Linked DNA regions of Muntiacus reevesi: region 2 is linked to region 1. A link is a contact called in public Hi-C data. All regions are on one chromosome and are shown on one strand. Each heading gives the region's core, a stretch centred on a gene start, on an enhancer-like site or on the middle of the called end of the contact. The rest is flanking DNA. Distances are from core to core; before and after follow the strand shown.

Region 1 (2,765 bases), core at 94-2,593:
TCATTTGATCACGGCCAACCCCAAGTGTCTCAATTCTTTTGCTGCTGTTGTTCAGTCGCTAAGTTGTGACCTCATGGACAGTAGCCGGCCAGGCTCCATTCTTCTATCAGATGTCAACTGGAATATACTGAGCGTTGGCAAAAACGAAAAAAAAAAAAAAAAAAAAACATTCACTGGAACTTAGAACTTTTGATTTAGGGACTTCCCTTGGTGGTCCAGTGGTTAAGACTCTGTATTTCCAATGCAGGGAGCATAGGTTGGATCCCTGGTTGGAGAACTAAGATCCCTCATGTCTGGAGGCCCCGCTCCCCTCCCCGCCAAAAAAGAACTTTTAATTTAAATGAAAGATGTTTCTAGCACCATTGCAGGATTACCACCACAGAGCCTAGAGTTAAGGACATCCACTGCAAGGAGCCTCAGAGACCACCAGGGCCAGGACCTTTATGTTACAACCCTGCCTCACAATTTATCAGTGACAGAGAATAAATCAGAAGTCAGGTTTGGGGGACTCGTAGCCCAGCTTCGGCTTTTGTAAGCAGCAGAGGAGGAGGACAAGGTACTTGTGGGGAGTGTCCAACTGGGGGTTTTCCTTAAAGTCATCAAGAATGTGAGCAAGAGCAGCTCCTTGGAATAATGACAGGGCAGGTTCGGAGACAGCAGGGAAGTGTAAGCCGTGTCTGGAGGAGCCAGGAGCCGGCGGGGAGGGCAGCCAGGACCGCTCGTCTGCACAAGGACGCAGAGCCAGCGCTGGGGGCGGCAGCGGCGGCGGCAGTGATGAGGGTTCCCGGTTCCGCAGACGCTGCCCTGCTTTTAGCTCGGCCAAAAGGCTGGGCGGAACAGCAGAGCCGGCGGCTAAGGCGCTTGTCTGGTGACCCCGATCGCGACGGCCCAAGACGGGAGCGAGGCTCTGAACGCCGCGTCCGGATCCCAGCGGGCCTCGCGCATCCCGCCTGCCGGCTCCCGCCCTCCAGAGCCCAGGATCTTACCCGGGGACCGCGCCGACGCCTCCTCATCCTCCCCACAGTCCTGAGGCCAAACGCGGCAGCTGAAGCGAGCCCAGTAGTGTCTGGAGAGCGCGCCGGCCGCCCTCAGTCGCTCCCGCAGGCCCTGAAAGGCCAGCCAAGCCCCGGCCGAGCCCGCCTCCTCGGTCCCCTCCCTCGGCCTCGCCTGGCCGCCTTGTCCCCACGCACTCGGGGGCGGCAGCAGCAGCGACAGAAGCAGGAGCCAGAGCAGACGCTCTGTGCCCCCAAGCATGGCCAGGCCGGCAGCAGGTCCCTCCGCCGCTGGGCCTTCCCGGCCCTTTCAGGGTCCGGGCCTGACGGCGGGCGCCCGCACTTCCGAGGCCCGGATTGGCCAGGGATTGGCGTTGCTATGGGAACCGCAGGCGGGCCGAGCTCGTTTCCCTCGCCCGAACCGAAACCGAATGGTTCTTGAGACTGCAACCCGAGGCCACTTGCAGGCGCCGCCCAGCCGACTGGGGCCTCGCGGCCAGGCAGCAGTCTATTCTGGGTGATCGTGGTTGCAAAGAAGTTGAAGTCAGGCCTTGAAATGGCCACTGTCAATCACCCAGTTACTTTCTTTCGTTCGGCTCCGGTGGCTCACCTGAGGGCTACGAAATACGGGTACCCACTGGTGCCCTGTCGCGTGTCTGCAGATCAACTTCCTACCAACCTGTTAGATGAAACCGGGCAACCATCTCACCGGGAGCTTGACTTAGCCAGGGGAAGTCAGCCCTGGGCCTGGCTTCGCGACAGAGGGAAATGAAACAGAGCAGCAAGCAATCAGCAGGTTTTCACAGCTGGGGAAGCAAGCTAATGGACTCGACTGGAGATATTTCGATTTTGGAAACTCCCCGAGAGTCATGGAAAAATCACGAGGTCTCACGTCCATGTAATCACAGCCTGTTGAAAGTATTGAATGCACTTTCTGGGCTTAAATTTGCAACTTTTAAATGCTTGTGACTGAACAGCTTCTCAAGACACCGCTGGCAGAAGACCTCTGGGCCTCTTTTCTCCATAATATGAGCATGTAACAAGCTTGCTAGATTCCCCAAGTACTTACTGCATTTTTTTTTTCAAAGATCACCTGAGTTATTGAAGCCACTGACCTAAGAGCCATCTTGTCCTAGGAAGAAACTGGTGAATTCATGCTGATAAAATGACTGGTATTTACCCTGGTTTCTTTAAAAAAAATTCAAGTTTTAAGACTGTGGAAATAATTCTCTACTGGTAACTTTCATGGAGGGTTAACTGATAATATTTGAGATTGGATTTTGATTTTACATTTCACAGTATAAATAAAGCAGGTCGCTTGAAAGTTCTTGGACAATTTGATTTCAAGACATCTTTTCCCTTTTTAGGGACTCAGCTTTTTTTTTCATCCAAAGTCAGTCTCAGGTAGAAACAATGAATCCAAACACCAGTTTGCAGATAAGCCTCTATTTTCAGTTAAATTTGCTATTTCATTCTCAGTGCTTGGAGATCCCTGGTTGTAAAGCTAGGAGCAACATCTCATGGATGATGGAGACCTCTAGTGGCTCTGGTAAAAACTACAGGCAGCTGTGTTTCCTTACCAAGCAAACTCAATCCTACCCTAGAATAGCCGAAGAACCACTGGCTTTGGCACTGCCCTGAAGCTTGTTAGAAATGCAAACTCAGGCCCCAAACCTACTCAATCAAAATATGCATTTTAGCAAAGACTTTCAAAGAGCAAACGGGCACATAGCACCTTTACTAAGTTCATCTGGATGAAACCTAGCTTTGCAA
Region 2 (2,759 bases), core at 230-2,729, 260 kb before region 1:
AGAATTCTACAACTTTTTTTTCCTGCTTTTTCTTAAATTGAAATATAGTTGATTTATGACATCGTGTTACTGTCAAGTACTCTACAACTTTAAACTGTGGGTTTCCTTTGAAAAAAAAAAATCTAGGCTCCTATACTGTATTTTCAAGATTAAATAGCTGTAGTTTGGAAAACTGCTTAAGATACACTTGATCTTCTCCTAGTAAATTCCCTTTCCTAGAAAAAATTAGAAAGCGCCATGAAAAAATTAGAAAGCCTAAACAATGCAGGCCGTTAAGTTTGACGTGGCTTTATATTCTGAGGATTTTTTTTTTTAAGTAGAGAGAGGGAGAGGAAGTTGTCAAACACTTTATTTACCTTATGAGGCACAATGACTCCATCACGTGACTGCAGTGTGCGGTCCGCTCGTGGGGGACAAACTGCACTCTCCCTCGTCTCTCCTTTAACATATTTCACATCGTACAGAAAAGAAATATCCCTAAGATTAAAAAAATAAAAATTTACAAAATAAGTTTTTTGTTTGGCTACTGGATAAAAGTGGGTAATGCCCACATACATCCTTCTAGTGGGTAAAAAGGGACACAAAACTGGCCTCCTTACCTCATACTTTACTTAGAAGGCTGAGGCATTAGGGTTTTCCCCCACATCCTTCCTTTTCTCCATCTCAAATTTCCTTCTCTTTTCCTTCAGCCTCAGGTTAAGATGCATTCTATCCCCCAAGATTACTTCCTCCACTTCAGCCCTTCATTTCATCTTTGCCCACATTCTTGGGGATCTCATTCCATCAATTATAATTTCTGTGTATTTCCTTTTCTCCTGAAATATTCCCTCCGGCCTATAACTCAGGTTGTTTCCTCTTCTAAAAATCATCCTTTGACTGTGCATTGTCGTCAAGTTACCTTGATCTACCTCGTACTTTCTGCTCAACATTAGACTTCTTAAAATCTCCCTGCAAATCTGACTTCATTCCCATCTCTCTGCTGAAATCATTCTCCAGAAAGCTGAGGATGACTTTCTACAGTTAAGTCACCAGTTCTCATCTTCCACTGTTCTTCTGGGTATTTTCCAGGGTTGATCACCTCACCTTCTAAAAACACTCTCCTCTCTCCTGCCCTCTGTATGACTGGACTCCCTTGGTTCTTTCATCCCACCCACTCCTTCTTGGACATCTCTGTGACCTCCTGCCTACCAAATGGAAATTTTCCACAACATCCTATCCGCATTTCTCTGTGCTTTCCCTACACTTCCTCCCTTGGCTATGCTATCAAATCTCACCTTATCATACTTGTTACATCTAGATACAACTAAATAATTCTCCCCCATTCTAACTTTTCATCCTTCTGTAATCACTAGTTCTAACCACCACTCTACTCATCAAAAATCTCAGCATCCATAATTGATTCTGTCCCATCCTTTGTCCTCAATATCTGTCACTAACACATATTAATTTTATAGTCACTCTCCTCTTGTCTCTTGCCAATGCCAAATCAGGGCAACCCTTGCCATGTAAGGTATGTATTCACAGGGTCCAAGGACTGGTGTGAGGACATTTCAGAGAAGCCACTATCCTGTCTTACCATTCTACAGATCTCCACATTTCTAAAAATTCCTACTGAGATGTCATTTGACATTAAAAGTTTAATGTCAGATTATTGCTGCACACAGAGATAATAATTTTTCAAAGTACTTCAAATATCTCATAACTACTACTTATTAAATGTTAATAATTAAAGTCATGGTCCACTGGCATAAAATAAAGTACCAATACTTATGACACCAAAGCCCCAGAACACAGTCTGTAACCTAAATTTCTGCCACTTTTTCTAGCACTGAGCCATAGCTGAGTAAAAACACCTTATATTTACACAGCAGTGAGAGCAGTGTTCGGTTTTACAAGTGCTCTTGCATTCATTATCTCATTGTGCTTTCTATATCTCCGGGAGGTACACAAAATGGAGTCAGTCTATTATTCCCTTTTTACAAATAAGAAATTGAACTCAGAAAGACTAAATAATCTACCTAAGTATTAGTAACTGTAAACTCACTATTAAGTGGTATTTCAGTAAGGAGCATGGCAGGAGTAAGTGTTTTTGGAGGGAGTAAATTGATAAATGAACCCATACGCAGAAAATTAGGAGATCACAATCTTCACAGGGAAAATGTTGACCCTTTGGATATTTTTAGAAATGATATAAAAACAACAAATATAACTTGCTGATTTGATCACTTCCTTGATGGTGGTGCAGTGGTAGAGAATCTGCCTGCCAATGCAGGAGGCGCAAGAGACCTGGGTGCGATCCCTGGATCTGGAAGATCTCCTGGAGGAGGAAATGGCAACCCACTCCAGTATTCTTGCCTGGACAATTCTATGGACAGAGGAGCCTGGTGGGCTGCAGTCCACGGGGTGCAAAGAGTCAGACATGACTGAGCGACTGAGCACACACGTGTGTAAAGTTTAAGGGTTTGCTCTGAGGAGAACCAGGGTTTAAGAACTTATTTTTCAAGTTTTTGCATGTCATGAAACTGTGTTACCTAGCTCTTCTCAGAAGTGCAAATAAAAGAGGCCCGAAGACATTCTGCCTGAAATTGTCCCTCCTACTAGAGTACAAGGGATAGGAGAATATGGGGACAAGTACACAGAGACACCAAAGCAAATTTAAATGAGTGAAATGTCAGAAGAGCCAGCTTCTACTGCCATCCTACTGATAATAATCATACACAAAAGGTAGACCCATGCCCTCTTCAGATTCTATGCTGGTT

Evidence for each region. A called contact is a pair of places that touch in the nucleus more often than the background predicts.
Region 2: a Hi-C map of muscle shows a contact between it and region 1, with 16 times the contacts expected there. The contact joins the promoter of LOC136168707 here to the promoter of TOR3A in region 1. A contact is called at or near these places in 2 of 3 Hi-C or Micro-C datasets (blood and muscle).

The regions. Positions count from the first base shown.
Region 1 is chr5:105,927,708-105,930,472 of mMunRee1.1, reverse strand. It overlaps TOR3A (torsin family 3 member A), which reads right to left and starts at 1,343. Exons shown (of 6, transcript XM_065936128.1): 1 at 987-1,343. The coding sequence starts at 1,254.
Region 2 is chr5:106,192,729-106,195,487 of mMunRee1.1, reverse strand. LOC136168707 (tRNA N(3)-methylcytidine methyltransferase METTL2-like) reads left to right here and starts at 1,479. Exons shown (of 3, transcript XM_065936413.1): 1 at 1,479-1,510. The coding sequence starts at 1,479. It overlaps AXDND1 (axonemal dynein light chain domain containing 1), which reads right to left. Exons shown (of 25, transcript XM_065937172.1): 4 at 357-477.